Linked DNA regions of Mus musculus: all the other regions are linked to region 1. A link is a contact called in public ChIA-PET and HiChIP or PLAC-seq data. All regions are on one chromosome and are shown on one strand. Each heading gives the region's core, a stretch centred on a gene start, on an enhancer-like site or on the middle of the called end of the contact. The rest is flanking DNA. Distances are from core to core; before and after follow the strand shown. Region 1 overlaps Gm30298 (a long non-coding RNA gene). Region 2 holds the start of Nudt14 (nudix (nucleoside diphosphate linked moiety X)-type motif 14). Region 3 has its middle 10 kb from the start of Cdca4.

Region 1 (5,156 bases), core at 1,779-4,278:
GGCAGAAGCAGGCAGATTTCTGAGTTTGAGGCCAGCCTGGTCTACAAAGTGAGTTCCAGGACAGCCAGGGCTATACAGAGAAACCCTGTCTCAAACAAAACAAAACAAAACAACCCCCCCCCCAAAAAGCAACTCATAACTTGGTCATCTCAGTGTGAAGATCATAGTTCATAGTTCAAAACCAGGTTGCAAGTATGGTGCTGGGGCTAAGACTTCCGCAGAATTTCTGGAGACACAGCTTAACTCACAGGAGTCACAAAAGACAGAATTCCCCCTAGGTAAACAGAAAGTGACTTCTCAGGATTTGTGGGATAGCTCATGAACCAGGCTAGGCTTCCACAAGCAATGTCCAGGGCCCTGCTAGCCCTGGCCCTGGTGATAGGTCAGCTGCCCCGTCATCCCCAGATGTCACCACCAATTGCAGAGATACATTGCCTAGTTTGACCGGGATAAGGTACAGCAGCAGGAAAGTTGTCTCATTATTCACTGACGCCCTGGTACCAGCCTCTTGCAGAAAAACAAGCCAGGTAGCTGGGAGGCTGTGATGGCGAATCTTCATTGTCTGCTTGGCTGGATTTGGAATCCCTTAGGCGACAAACCTTTGGGAAAACCTGTGAGGGTCTTCGCTAAGGTGGCACCATCCCACGGGCAAGAATCAGACTGTATAAAGTGAGACCGTGAGCGTTCAGCCAGCACTCACCCATTTCTGACTGAGGTGACCAGCTGCCCCGACTCCTGTCACAACAGCTACACCAGTGCATACCGACACATTTCTGCTCCATCGTGGGTGTCTCCAGACCCTCAAGCTGAGAGCCAAACAGAGCCCTCCTTCCTCAAACTGATCTTGTCAGACTACTCATATAGTCTTGCGTGCGTGAGTGGAAAGGAGAGGAACTTCTCACAGACCACATCATCCAAAGGTGGTGGGCAAGGGCATTAACCAATGTCCACCAACACTGTTGCTCCACTAGTTTAGTTGGTTCTAGGCACTGGATGTAGGGGATGCCTGATGCTTAGAGCAGTAGCAACCTGCTGGCGGTCACAGGAGAAAACCCATAGCACAGTGAAGATGCCAGCTAGCCCTGCGTTGTGACTTGTCATACAGATGAGTGAGCACATATCTGCTGCTGTTGTTGATTAATCCCCCAGCAGTGGCAGCCAGAGTTCCTCACTACTGCTCCAACGTTGTGGATTCTTGAATGAGAAACACACAGACACACACGCACGCATGAACACAGCCTTATACTTAATAAGCCTTAATCTGCTCAATCTCTGGGCCACTCCCAAACTTCCACATTGCTAAAGCCTCCCCTCTGATACTCCTGAGTTATTACTTACTAAAATCTATATTCCATCTTTGCTGCCTTAGACCCAAGGGGAGGGGGACTGGGGCCATTCTTCCCGGCTCTTACATGATTGTACGCTGCTCTCTTTTGCAGCTTTCAAGCCTGATCTTTCTGTTTCCCCACCATGGTGGTACTAAATCCTTCTGCCCTTGGTTCCCTTGCTTGGGAAAACTAAAGTCCTGCCTTTGTCTCCCTGCCCAGTCATTGGCCACCAGCAACCTTGTTTACCAATTAGAACCAACTGGGGGCAGGGAACGGAAGCGTCTTACATGTGGGATCCTCATGTAATATTTTGGGAACCCAATTAACACAATACAAGCAATTAACCAAATCCACAAAACGTATCTATTCACTCCAGACAGGACACCAACAGACCTCAGAAACCATTCCACCCACATCCAGGTTGGTAAGCCAATTCATTTTAGAGGAGTTACTTATAGGAACATGGGTAAATTAAAGGCAGCTGAATAATCAAGACAGCCCAGCAAAGCATGGGTGACCACTCCAACACCTTCATCCCAGGAGCTTCCTGCCCAACCTGCACACGACTCCATCAAGAGTCCTCTTTCCCCAGAAATTACTCATAGTTTACATAACCAGGAGGAGGAGGCCTTTTGAGTCTTACAATTTTATGAGTCTTGTATGTTTCATTAGCTTAGGAGTCTCCTTCCTCCCTGTGTGTGTGTGTGTGTGTGTGTGTGTGTGTGTGTGTGTGTGTGTGTGTGTGGTGGGGTGTTTCAGTTTGGAGAAAATAGCTACACACCATGCTGGTGCAGCTGGACTGTTGAGGTCCCATCAGATACACCAGCCTCAAACCAATGCACTGATTCAAAACGCTATGTGAAACCCGTTATACACCTACTCACTCACACACCTACGTGTGCCTCCATGCACCCACAGCTCGTCAGTACACCTATCCACCCACCCACCTACACGCTGAACCTTTATTCATATCCTATAGTTAACCGACTGAAGGCAAATGTGCGGGCGACATGGTTAAATTTACTGTTTGGAAAGAACTGGAGAAAGAAGAGGCATAGGGACTCTGGATGCAGCTGTGGGTATAGAGCTGAAGGAACTGATTGCAGAGATGTGAGGGAGGTGTTGACTGTCAGACATGGTATCTGGGGATGTGATGCTTTTCAGGATCTCTCAGTCCACGACTAGCTGTCACGGAGCTCAAAAGCCGCATAGCTTTTCTCCTAGACCTCATGTGATTTTGCCTCTGGGGATAGGGTCAGAATTCTTTTCCACAGCAATCTTTTTACTGTGGAGAAGCCACATGCTTCTGAACTTCCTGTCAGCTGTCTGCAACATCATGGTGAGGACCTGGTAAGTCTACAGCAGCTCCTCTGTCTTAGGTTCTGCTGTCACAATGGTGGTCTCAGCATCCCATCGACAGGGAAGCAACCATTAATTCTATGGATCGCCTTCCTCCCTCCCTCATTTCCACAGCTACGCACAATGAGGTGTCAGGCCCTCCTAACAGCTCTGCAGACACAAAGCTGAACACATCCCACGAGGACCCCGCCCTCGCGGACGCTCCAAGGCACGAGTGACTAAAGGAGGCACGGGTCGAGCAGGAACCAGCTTCTCCAAGGCTCGCGCTTCCACCCGGCGTTCCTGGCGGCCACACTGCCCGGAGGCCGCGTGACGCCAGAACGCGGGGCGTGAGGAGTGCGCCTGCGCGAAGGGGCTGCGCGTGCGCAGCGAGTGTGCAGAAGGCCGGGAGTGTTCAGGGTCGTGAGGTGGAACTCTACCGCTGTCGCCACGGTGTCCTGGCGAGTGCTGCGCCGGCTCTGTCCGGCGGAAGTTGCCGGTCGGTGCGAACGAGCGTCCTTTGGTCACAACTGGCTCTGGTGTCAGCCGAGGCTGCTCCCTTGATCCATCCAGGAGAGACAAGGACCCACGTCTGAGTGCCGAAGGGCAGAGGCATAGGGCTGCGCTTCGCGGGTGATTGTTCCCCTATAAGGGCCCTGCCTCCCCTGGCTCCCGGGCCCCAGACTCCTAAAGCTCCTCTGGTCCCAAGCTCCCTAGATCCCCAAGTCCTAACTACTTTTCTAGACCCCAGTTTCTCAGACCCTAAAACTCTAAGATCGCTGGCTGCCTAGAATCTTAAGTCTTCAGAGTATCTGGCCTCCAGCTTCCCAGACTCTCAGTCCTTAAGGTCCCCCAAACCCCCAGCTTCTCAATATCCCAAGCCATAAGGACTCAGGCCTGCAGCTTCCAAGCCTTAAGACAGTCGAGAGGACAGTTCCTTCGAGAGAATAAGACAGTGCAAAGGTGAAGGCTCCCTGCCCCCCTTGGATCTTTGAGAGGTCCATTTCGGAGTACCCCTAGAGGAAGGGTAGAACTTGTCGCAAGGGAAGAATGGGTGTCCCTAAGAAGAGTCAGAGCAGGCCCCCAGAGAGCCAGGTCTGAGGCCCAGGGATGCCTATGAGAGAGGAGACTGAATAGAGTGAAGTACCAGGAGTAGCTGCTGGTTGGTGGGAAGAAACCAAGGAGCCTGAGAAGAGTACAGGGAGTGAGGGAGGTTCTGCTTCACTGGGTGACAGGGTGCTGGTTCTGGAGTGGGTCTGCTGGAGCTTGGGAGAAGCCATCTTGAAGTGGAGCAGAGCCCAGAGTAGCTTTACTCCATGTTCCAGACACGGATACCTGAGGCCACCTGGAGAATGGGTTGGAAGCAGCCAAGAGAACCCAAAGCAAAACGGAATGAGTACAGCCAGCCCTGCTTGTGGTGAGCGTGGGGCAGGGAATCTGTTACAGCCACTCATCCACTCATCATGTCCAGCCTGGCCACAGGAGGGTGCAGAACCAGGAGAGGACCCAACACTGCCACAGAGATTTGCACACAAGGGTTGTTAGATGATGTGTGCATTCTAACACGTGACATTGCTCATCCCAATGGTCATAGCTAGGGCTGTACCTTGACCACCTACCATCTCACACCAAAGGATTAGAGTACCTAGGAAGCCCTTTAAAAACCCAAAGGACTAAGAAGTTCTTTAAAAACTCAGTAAGAAAGTTGGTTGTAAGAGCTGAACCAAGTTGATCCAGACAAAATACAAATGATCCGTGAACCTAGAAAAAAGATGCTCACATACTGAGAGAAATGACCACAATGGCGAACTATCATATTTAGAAATTTCCTGATTTGCTAAATGTAGTCAGGGCTGCAGGGAAACAGAGAATGCCCCTTGCATAGGCAGTTTGGCACCCTCTGAGGGAATTGTAAGTGCCTTCTCCTTAGGCCAGCCATCCTACTTTTGGGAGTTGGGTACCCATAGTGCTTCAGTGCCATTTAAGAATATTTGTTACAATTGCTTACAGTCAGAACTGGAAGTTGCCCAGATGCCCAGCACTGAGAGACGTGATAACTTAATAAATGTGTGCTGGAATAAGCCCACTGTGACATGCTACAGGAGTGAGAAAATGAAAGGACTGGGTGGAGAGAGAGCTCTGAGGTAAAGTGCTTGCCTTATAACAGTGATGGCCCAGATTCAGTCAGAACTTAAAGCAGGCACAGTGACACACTGTGATCTAGCATGGAGGAGATAAAGACAGGTGGGTCTCAGAGTTTGACAGCCAGCCTAGCCTACTGGAAGCCCCAGGCTAGAGAGCGCCCACATCACAAACAACAGTAAAACAAGGAGGGATGGCTGGGGGGGGGGTGTCACCTTGAAGTGACTGGCCTCCACATGTGCACACATACACAGGGACAAGGGATCGTTTGTGTGAAAGAAAAGCAAGGTGCACATACCACATCTGATGATGTGCCACCTTTGGGTGTGGCACTGAGGGAGTTCTGTA
Region 2 (5,156 bases), core at 692-3,191, 250 kb before region 1:
TCAGTCCTTCCAGCCACCCTGTGCCTTGGGATCCTCATGTTGTACAGTATCCTTAAGTCCCCGGACCTACTTCCTGTCACCCCACTAGAAAAACACAGAACCTTGGCAGAACCCAGCACCCATCTAGACACACCCAGACCCTGGGCACCGCCCAAAAGCATTTTCTATCCCTGAGCCAGCAGAGGTCAGACCATCTGTGCCCAACAGCTCTCTGGGTATAGGACCTGCCCTACTGTGTGCCTGCTTTGTGTTCACATGGGGCCCAAAGAGGCAGAGAGAAATGTAGGTGTGACTGCTTAAGGAGCCTGAGGTGAGGGTGGCCCTAGTTATGAGGGCCCCCAGATGTGATCATATTGTCCTGAAAGGATGGAGGCAGAGTCCAGAGACCACCAGCAGAATGTCAGAGAGCAGGGAGCCAACAATGTTTTGAAGGTAGGGGATAGACCACATGCCAGAGTGGGACTTTCTAGGATCTGAGAGACAAGTCTGGAGACACCCAAATCCCAGCCAGGGACCTTGTGTTGGAGTCCCAGCATCCTGAACTGACTCTATAGAAGTTTGTCTTGCTGAAAGACAGCAGATGTAATAACGCTGACTTGTGGCCTCGTGTCTCATGATGTCTGCACTGTCCTGGACATGTGTTCAACGGGGTCTTTGGAACTCCAGGAAACGGCTTGCCGAACACAGAGATGGTTTCTCTAAGTCTTGGGCATTGGCAGCATGGTGCCTTCCCACCTCACCCCACCCACTTTTGACAAACCCCTCTCCATCCAGGCTCCTGCATTGCTCCCATGGGGACAATGATCAGCTATCTAACAGTACCACTCTGGGCCCTGGCCAAAGCCCCTTGGACAGACATATTTCTTGCTCCTGCACACAGGTAGCCCTTTCCTGTGGCCCAGGGATCCCAGAAACTCTACTCACCTCAGTTTATACTAACATTCAAATGTGACTTTCCCCCTACAATGATCTGTAGAGTTGTGGGGGCTTTCTGTTTTCCTCTCAGGCAGGCCCAGTGAGCACAGGTAGCCCCCGGCCAGTGACACTGGGCCCTTTAACATCTTCCTTTGCCTGAACTACTGGTTATAGCAGTGAGAACTCTGTGACTGGTCCCTATTGTCTACACACACTCTAGGGAGAAAGTCTGCCAGGAGGCCTCTGAAATAAAGGAAGACACCTGAGGGCTTTGGTTTCGGGGACTAGAGGAGCTCTTGGTTGATAGTCACTCTGACCTCCAGGACACTAGGTGGCCAGGCCAAAGCCTGGAAAGTTCAGTACTTTAGGAGAGGGATGTGTGTGTGTGTGTGTGTGTATGTGTGTGTGTGTGTGTGTGTGTGTGTGTAGTCTTTAAGAATGGCTCTCTGTGAACCATGTGTCCCATATAGTGAAGTCCTCTCTCCTTGAATCTAGAGTGGCCTGGAACTTTGGATGCATCTGGATTGACATAGTGATGGAGCAGATCTGGGGCCCTGAACAGCTGTTGTGAAATGTGTGCAGCAACATGGCCTTTGTGAAGAACAGAGACAGGAAGTCGCACTTTCTCTCAAACAGGGTCAGGTCAGCCTCTGTGTGGCTAGTGCTCTTCCCGGGGCCTTCCTTCACCAGCCTTTTCTCTTCAGATTTGTCTTCTATTCTCCCCTTCTGTACGCTTCAGTGGGGGCCCTGGCTCCCCAGACTTGGGAAGGGGGTGAGTTTGTTGCTAACCCCGGCCAAACAGACTCCCGCTCAGCTGACCTACCCCGGTGATCCCCTCTGATTTCCACCCGTTGGAGGCTTCATATACTACGAAGCCCTCTCCACCCTACTCAGTTCGCTTCCCCTTTATGCTGGCTTGGGGACTTGTCTGAAAGCGCCTCCCTCGCGCGCAGCACTCCCGCAGGTGCTACCTGGACTCTGTGGCCCGCCCTCCGCCCCGCCCCCCGGCCCGCCCCGCGTGTGAACTGGGCATGCCCAGAAGTGCGTAGACGCGCCCGCCGGCTTCGATCCGCGGAAGAATCTGCTCTGCGCCACCATGGAGCGCATCGACGGGGTGGCCGTGGGCCTCTGTGCCCATTCGCCCTACCTGCGGCCTTTCACGCTGCACTACCGCCAGGTGATCCGCCCCACTCGCGTGTCTCCGCGCTCTCCCCCCGCCCCCCGCGTTGCGGCCCCGGCCCCGCCCCCCGAGCTCACGACTCCGCCCTGAGCGGATTCTCAGAGCTTGAGCTCCGCCCTCCTGCAGTCCTGACGGCCAGTCGGTCAACCCGGAATGGCCAAGGAAGGACATGCAAAGAGAATCGCTCTTTCCTGAGGAAGATTTGACTGGCCCTCCATTTCTGACCGCCCATCGATACTTTTATGCAGTTAGACCCATTGATTACTCTGGGTATCAGGGCAGGAAAACTCTTGGATCAGGGCAGGAAGAACTCTTGGGGAACCCCACAATTGCAGATACCCTCCTTGCGCCTTCTTTCTAGCTCCTCCTTCAAGCCTTAACAGAAAGTCTGCTGTCACGAAGAAACCTCTTCAACTCAGTCTTTCGCAGCTCCCAGGTGTCTGTCTCCCAGAACAACAGGGCCATACATAGCTATCTCACATGACACCGTTGGGCACCTAGTAGGCACACAGAAAACATTTGTTGAACCTACTTGCTGCCTCTTCTCTTTCGTCTTACCCCATGGTCTTCCTTCTCCTCTACCCTGCATGGCCCTGTCTAGTAGGCCCCTGGCACGTTGCCCATTTCCATTCTCTATGCTGTCTGATACACAATTTTCCTGACCTGATCAATGTAGCCCTGACTGGGTTTCAGCTTAGATCAGACCGCCCAGGGCTTGGCGTTTGCCCAGCTCTCCCACTCCATTTCTCTCACCAGTGTTGTGGCCTCCAGCCTGCAAATTCCCTTGCCTCTGGTGTGTCTGCTGTGTGGAGGTCCTTTCCACCTACCCACTAGGCTAGGGAATTCTTCTCCCAGAGTGCAGTGAGGTAATACAGGCTTGAGGGAGCAACTGGGTTCAGTTGAGGAACAAAGGGTAGAGACACGGGGTGTGTGTGGGGGATCACACTTCTTTTCCCTTTCCTCGGCTGGTGACATGGGGTAGCCATGTGGCTCTTTCATACCCAGGACCTGGGGTTCTGGTGGGCTGTGGACGGTCCAGGCTGGTTCGTTCGCCCTCACTTCCTGGGAAGTGCTGTGGGGTGGCTTTACAGCTTTGGCTGGCATCCCACCAGCACATTTCCGCTGATGGCATTGGTAACCAGAGCTCAGTTGAGCAGGCAGCGGCCCGCCATAGCCATAGTCATAGCTGGGAGGGGGGTGGGGGTTGGGGTGGAGGGTAGGCAGCATTTCCTCGGGAACTGAAGGATACTGGGCTGGGCTGGGTTTGCCATGGTAGGGGTCTGCAGCCTTTAACTGCCCCAAAGCAGCAGTGGCCCTGTATAGAATGTGCCCACTGCTACATTCTAGAACTGTCTCTCCCTCCCAAGGCCCATGTCAGCATCTCTGGCCCTACTACCCACAGCTCTGACAAAGTGTTTGATCCTGAGTCAAGAGGGTCCTTGTAAGTCACCTAGGGTGACCTCCCTGAAGGAAAGCTGTTGGGGTAGGCAAGACAGGCTCACTGCAGCCTGGGCAGGCAGCCTTCTTTGGAGCCTGCCTAGGTGGCTGGATATCGGGCAGGCCTGGGCTCGCCTCTCGAGGTGGTGCTTCAACGGCCTCCTGGGCAGCCTGCCCTGCCCAGGACATTGGCTCTCTTCTCCCCCTAGAAACCAGGCTGCTGCTACCCTCTCAGGATATCTCTGCCTGCAGTCTCAAGTCAATCTTTCTGTGAGACTCTCCTGTCATTGACAGCAGTACCCTTTTCCTCCTGAGGAAGCCCTGTGGCTCTCTCCTCAGTGTCCTCCCTCTTTGTTGCCTGGCAACACACTGTCTCTGGGACCCAGGCCCCTGCCTTTTTATGCAGATTGTTTGGAGCCCCTGCATCTGTGGTGAGCTGGGCTGTGCTCATGAATGACCCAGAGGTGGACTAAGCAGGTAGGGGTAGGGATGGATAGGTCCAGCCCCACCTGCAGAGACCCTTCAGGGAGGAATGTCTCTGCTGGCTCCAGTCCCCAGAGACAGCCGGTCTTTCCAAGTGGCATTTGGATGGTGGGGACTGTGGGATCCCCATCTTAACCTAACCTTGTATAGAAAGCATCGATGACATCCCCAATACTGCAGGGCCCACCTTAGCTATTTCTTGAGTGCTACCCTATGTACAGGAGTGGCAGGACTAGGGGATGTGTAAGAGATAGCATGAGCCTGAAACAGGGCGGGGCAAGTACTTACCGTCCATCTGACATGCGCAGATCCACAACTGCAAGTGTAAGCTGTCCAGTGGCCCACAGAAGCTTGGGCCTTGAATATGTGACTTCTGCTCTGCCCGCCTGGAATCCTCCCTGCCCTGCCTAAGGGCATCACATCTGCTCTCCCTGTTATCCTTGTAGCTCCTTCCCACACTTGGTGGCGGGCCGCACAGGTCTCTGTAGTCCTTTGTCCTCATGAAATGCCTTTCCTGCCCTTTGCCCGGGTTTTCTGCCTTACCCTTCCCAGAACATCAGGCTATCCTGACCTCCCGGGCAATCTCCTCCACCTCCACCTGCTACAAGTCCCCATTCCTGAAGGGCGTAGGCAGGTAGCAGGCCTCCCTGCCGGGAGCTGCTACAATGGGTCTGTCTGGTCCGTGCACCTCCATCTGTTGCTGGCAGCGGCTCACCCTTCCTGATTGCTGCCCTGTCTCTTTTAGGACGGTGTCCAGAAGTCCTGGGACTTTATGAAGACACATGACAGGTGAGAGGGGCTGGCCTGGCCACTGGGGAACTCCCCAGTTTCTGCTCCTCAGACACTTCCCACCTCAACCCAGTCTCTGGTTCTTATGTCCCTGAGGCCTGGTGGCTAGTAGCTGGGGACACCAGGCCCCTGGTGGCAGGCTCCTGGTAAGATCTGATCTTACTCCTCAGGATGCAGAGCATAGGGGTGTGACAGTTGGGAAACTGGCCAGCAGGGGCCTCCACTTCCCCAGCTGCCCAATATGTTGCCTCCCCTGCCCCTATCCTGTAAGCTGGAACATAAGGTCCGGGCCCTAGCCTGACTGTGTGGTCTTCCCGTCTGAGCAAGGCTTGTCAATGAAAGAGAGAGACTA
Region 3 (5,156 bases), core at 710-3,209, 150 kb before region 1:
GTATTCAGTGAATCACAAACAGAGGTATCATTATTATAAATCATCAAAATATAACAATTCTAAAAGGATGTATTCAGTGGGGGCTGTCGGCCAAGGTCAGTGGCATATTTCCAAGAGCAGGCAAAGAAATCTTTAATGGTCAGTGCTCTTAACTGCTGAACTAACTTTCCAGCCCCATGGTCAATTATTATTTAACATCTAGTGCCTGATTTTTTAATAATCTTCAATGTATAAATTTAAACTATTTTAACTCTTTCTAATTAAGGCTTTCTTTACCATATACCAAAATCCACCTCTGATGATACACATGTAGCAATATGAAATTTTATTGTTGGGAAAAATTTTATCTATTATAATAGTTTTGTAAATGATTTAAAAAATAAAGCGTTAGTTTCCCTGGGGATGAGGTCATGTTAGTGACCCCATCTCTATGGATGGGTACATTATTCTCGCTTAAGATCTTGGCCTAGGCTACCAGGAACATGTAAATAAGAAAAGGAATAAGAGAAAACAAAATAGATAGATTGCCATGAGAACTATGGCTCAATATTTTTCTCTGGTGAAGAGTTCCACAACCGGTTCCAGGAGGCCTCCCCCTTTTGAGGTTGATCATCTCAGTCTGTGGAACTTGTCATACAGATCCTACTGGAGGTGACTCTCTCTCTCTCTCTCTCTCTCTCTCTCTCTCTCTCTCTCTCTCTCTCTCTCTCTCTCTCTCTCTCTCTCTCTCTCTCTCTCTCTCTCTCTCTCTCTCTCTCTCTCTCTCTCTCTCCTTACATTTATTATGTAACAGCTTTTTCCTGCCTGCAGGCCAGAAGAGGGCACCAGATCCCATTACAGACGGTTGTGAGCCACTGTGTAAAGGCTGGGAATTGAACTGGGGACCTCTGGAAGAGCAGGCAGTTCTCTTAACCTCTGAGCCATCTCTGCAGCCCTGGTATATACTTTTAATCCCAGCACGCACGTGGGAGGCAGAGGCAGGAGGATCTCTGTGTTCAAGGCCAGTCAGGTCTACAGAGCAAACTCCAGGACAGCCAGAGCAACACAGAGAAACCCTGTCTCAGAGGGAGGGAGAGGGGGAGGGGGAGGGGGAGGGGGAGGGGGGAGGGGGAGGGGAGAGAAGTGGGAGGGGGAGGGGGAGGGGGAGGGGGAGGGGGAGAGAAGTGGGAGAAGAGAGGGGGAGAGGAAGAGAGGAAGGAGAGGAAAGGAGAGAAAGAATGTTGAAAGTCAACTGATCTTCAATAACCACAGTCAACCTTAATCAGGAAGCTAAAATTTTACCAAAGCCCATCTATAGTCCATAGAGCTCTCGCCAGTGTGCAGAGCATGTGAGACGGCTCTACCAGACAGGCATAAGAACTGGTAAAGTGGGGAGTGATCAAACCCCGGGAGTCGCAGAGATCTGAGGCGGCAGAAGTGGAGCTGTCCCTCCCAGCCACTAACGCCTGCTCTGGAACAGGAACTCTGACCAACAACTGAGAGGATAGGGGAGCTCTTCTCCGTGCTAATGAGGCCAACGACCTTCCCTATCTGGACCTCATGCCCTTCCCTCGAAATTATGTAATCCCTGGTTCACCCCTCAGGCACTCCACACTCTCTCCCAACTGGACCGGATCCTGCTAGTCTCAGGCCCAGTTCTCCCCTTCAGGTCAGTCTTGTAGCTGGTGTTCTCATGCCCTAAAGGGAGACCAGGTCCTCCTGTTTCTCTCTGTCTCTCCAGGGAGTACACTAGCGGTGCCTGAGTACCCAGAGCGGAGACCGGGAACCACGCAGAGCACTCGGCACAGATCCCGCTTTGCCATGTGGGTCCCGTGAGCAGCTGACACCCCGAAGAGCATCTGTCTTCTGAGCCACTAAATTGGCACTGGTGAAGAGAGGCAGAACCCAGGGCCCACAACGAACTCGGGTACCACACCAACGTCTCCAACTCAGGCTACTTCCTTAAGTGCTTCGGTTTCCAGCATGTCCACTCCGTGACTGTCTCTAACCAAACTCACTTCCTTATTATTCTCTCAGCTTTAGACTGGGTGCTTATTTCTTCTCAAGAAGAGGAATCTTTTCAGTTAAGGAAATGGGTGGAGACCTAGATCTGGGCTCTAAGCAGGAATATGCTCACCGTGTGCATATGTGTGTGTCTGCGTCTGTGTGCATGTGTTGTCTGTGTGTGTGTGTGTCTGTGTGTGTTTGCTTGTTTTGTTTTTCAAGACAGGGTCTCTCTGTATATCACTGGCTGTCCTGGAACTCTCTGAGGACCAGGCTGCTCTCAAACTCATAGATCTGCCTGCCTCTGTGTCTCACGTGCTGGGATTAGTGTTCACCACCACTGCCTGGCTTCTATATTTTTCTATATCAAAACAGACTGTGTTCTGATACTTCCAACCTCATTATAACCCAAACAGGGGCAACCTGCTCCCTGTACTGATCTTTGATTATGTGGTGGTTTGAATAAGAATGGTTCCCAGAGGTTCATGAATTTAAATCCTTAGTCACCAGGGAGTGGCATTATTTGTAAGGATTAGGAGGTGTGGCTTTGTTGGAGGAACTGTGTCACTAGGAGTAGGTTTTAAGGTTTCAAACGCCCACACCAAGCCCAGTGTCTCTTTCTCAGCCTATAGATCAGGGTGTAGTTCTCAGCTACTGCTCCAACACCACACCTGCCATAATGATAATGGACTAAGCCTCTGAAACTGTAAGCAAGTCCCAATTAAACATTTTCATTATAAGCACCGCTTTGGTTATGGTGCACCTGCACAGCAATTGTACAGTAACTAAGGCAGAAGTTGGCACCAGGAGTGGGGTCTTTCCCTGAAGTCACCACTCCCTTTATTCTTGTCTTCTTTATAAACGTCGCCTTGGTCATGGTGCCCCTGCACAGCAATAGTACAGTAACTAAGGTAGAAGTTGGTACCAGGAGTGGGGTCTTTCCCTGAAGTCACCACTCCCTTTATTCTATTTAGCTTCAGGCTTTCCTTTAAACTTTTTGTTTCCTTGAGCACAAACATAGCTCCATTACACTTCCTGGTGTTCTTTTCCCCCCCTCAAAATGTATATTTTGTACTTCTTTTTATCCAGCTTGCTCCCTTTCAATATAGCTCTGCATAAGAGAGATTACTAGTAACCACACAACACAGTCAATACTAGAAATCTCTTCTGCCAACAACATTCATGTAAAACTCTTTAATTTAGCCTCTGACAGACTTTTTTTTGGACAAGGGCAAAAAACAGCCACATTCTTTGCCAAAATATCACAAGAACATCTAGGCTTACTAATATTCTTCCCCCTCTGAAACCTCTTGAGCTGAGCCCCCACAATCAAAATCGCCCTCAGCACTGTCTGTCATGCTCCTACAAGGATGGCCCACTAAGCCCCACTAAAAGTGTCCAACCACTGCTAAAGTTCCAAAGTCTCCCATGTTCCTCTAAACAACAGCATGGTCAAGCCTGTCACAGCTGTATCCCAGTCCCTGGCTGATGTAGATAACAATGCTACTGCATATTTGTTTGAGTACAAAGATTCTCATACAAATGAAAGTTTCCACTGGATCATGGCAAAAGAGAATCTCAGCCCATGAACCAATTTCCACACTTGAGACAGTTTGTACACCCAACACTTGTTGAGTGAAGGGGAAGTCAGGGTCCCCTGAGGAAGGATCTGAATACAATACCTGTGAGTTGAACTGTTAGCCTTTCTCCAGCCCTTCCTCACAAGAACCTAATCTTTTACAAGGGTAATTGCACACCAGGGGATAGGAAACAATCAGACTTTCCAGGGTCTATTGGTACTGGTTCTGAATTAACACTGATTCAAGGAGACCTCCAAGAAGTATTGTGCCCCCCCCAGTTAAATAGGGACCTTTGGAGGTCAGGTGATTAATGGAATTTTGGCCAAAGTTCAACTCCCAGTAGGATTAGTGGGTCCCCAAACTCATCCTGTGGTTATTCCCCAAGTTCCAGAATGTATACTTAGGATAGATAGACTGAGAAGCTGACAGAATGTATACTTAGGATAGATAGACTGAGACGCTGACAGAATGTATACTTAGGATAGATAGACTGAGAAGCTGACAGAATGTATTCTTAGGATAGATAGACTGAGAAGCTGACAGAATGTATACTTAGGATAGATAGACTGAGAAGCTGACAGAATGTATACTTAGGATAGATAGACTGAGAAGCTGACAGAATGTATACTTAGGATAGATAGACTGAGAAGCTGACAGAGTTCTCACACTGGTTCCCTGATTCCTGTGGTGAGGCCTATTTGGTTGGAAAGGCTGAATGGAAGAGTTCAGAGTTGAGTTTGTCATGGAAAAGTAGTGAATCAAAACCAGCATTGTATCCCTGGAGGAAATGTAGAATGGATGGTTACAATGGTTTCTTATGCTTGGCCCAGGATGTGGCACCATTAGGAGGTGTGACCTTGTTGCAGTGGGTACCACCTGTTCAACACACCACACCTGCATCTGGGGCTTGCTTTGTCTCATGCTGACCTTGAACTCAGAGATCTGCTTGCCTCAGTCTCCTAGGATTAAAGGCCTATACTACCTTGCCTGGGCCCTAAGCTTTTCATGGCCACTATGCCTTAAGATCTCCATGTCAAGATTCAGGTCAGAAACCTGTGTCTTCCTGCCTCAAGATCTGGATCACAGGTGTGCCCTCCATTTCTGCATTGTAGTTCATTTCAGATGTAGTCAAGTTGACAACCAAGAATAGCCATCACAGTAATAGAAGAAGGTGGTTATAAATACCAGCTAAGGCCACATGGCCAGTTGCGGAAATGAGGATGATAATCATTATAATTTGTTTTTGTTCCTGTATTAGTCAGGGTTCTCTAGAGTCACAGAACTTATGGATAATCTCTAGATAGTAAAGGAATTTATTGATGATTTACAGTCGGCAGCCCAATTCCCAACAATGGTTCAGTCGCAGCTGTGAATGGAAGTCCAAGGATCTAGCAGTTACTCAGTCTCACGCAGCAAGCAGGCGAAGGAGCAAGAGCTAGAGCTAGACTCCCTTCTTCCAGTGTCCTTATATTGTCTCCAGCAGAAGGTGTAGCCCAGATTAAAGGTGTGTTCCACCACACCTTTAATCCCAGATGAAAGGTCTGTTCCTTAAACTCGGAGATTCAATCTTCTGGAATCCATAGCCACTATGGC

What was found. ChIA-PET counts read pairs in DNA pulled down with a chosen protein or histone mark. HiChIP or PLAC-seq counts read pairs in DNA pulled down with a chosen protein or histone mark.
Region 2: an RNA polymerase II ChIA-PET map of memory CD8 T cells shows a contact between it and region 1, with 149 read pairs. The contact joins the promoter of Nudt14 here to the enhancer-like site in region 1. A contact is called at or near these places in 7 of 39 promoter capture datasets (the C10 cell line, embryonic stem cells, fetal liver and 3 more), 5 of 115 datasets of contacts at active chromatin or transcription factors (the SCID.adh cell line, double positive thymocytes, effector CD8 T cells and 2 more) and 2 of 9 other capture datasets (adipose tissue and liver).
Region 3: a contact with region 1 is called in an H3K4me3 HiChIP or PLAC-seq map of bone marrow-derived macrophages, with 3 times the contacts expected there. The contact joins two enhancer-like sites. A contact is called at or near these places in 2 of 39 promoter capture datasets (the SN4741 cell line and stem cell-derived epiblast-like cells), 1 of 484 Hi-C or Micro-C datasets (bone marrow-derived macrophages), 4 of 115 datasets of contacts at active chromatin or transcription factors (bone marrow-derived macrophages, effector CD8 T cells, embryonic stem cells and 1 more) and 2 of 9 other capture datasets (adipose tissue and liver).

The regions. Positions count from the first base shown.
Region 1 is chr12:112,691,498-112,696,653 of GRCm38.p6, reverse strand. It overlaps Gm30298 (a long non-coding RNA gene), which reads right to left. Exons shown (of 7, transcript XR_003950268.1): 1 at 2,810-5,156; 2 at 701-1,194. Among named protein-coding and RNA genes, the nearest start is that of Gm30298, 4.4 kb to the right of the region's middle. Within about 2 kb of position 3,028, at least 409 of the 459 cell types and tissues checked have an H3K27ac peak or open chromatin away from gene starts, as enhancers often do. A contact at or near this core is called in the SCID.adh cell line, adipose tissue, bone marrow-derived macrophages and 8 more, where this site is marked.
Region 2 is chr12:112,938,927-112,944,082 of GRCm38.p6, reverse strand. It overlaps Nudt14 (nudix (nucleoside diphosphate linked moiety X)-type motif 14), which reads left to right and starts at 1,941. Exons shown (of 5, transcript NM_025399.4): 1 at 1,941-2,092; 2 at 4,761-4,804. The coding sequence starts at 2,012.
Region 3 is chr12:112,837,219-112,842,374 of GRCm38.p6, reverse strand. No RefSeq gene overlaps it. Among named protein-coding and RNA genes, the nearest start is that of Cdca4, 10 kb to the right of the region's middle. Within about 2 kb of position 1,959, at least 54 of the 459 cell types and tissues checked have an H3K27ac peak or open chromatin away from gene starts, as enhancers often do. A contact at or near this core is called in adipose tissue and bone marrow-derived macrophages, where this site is marked.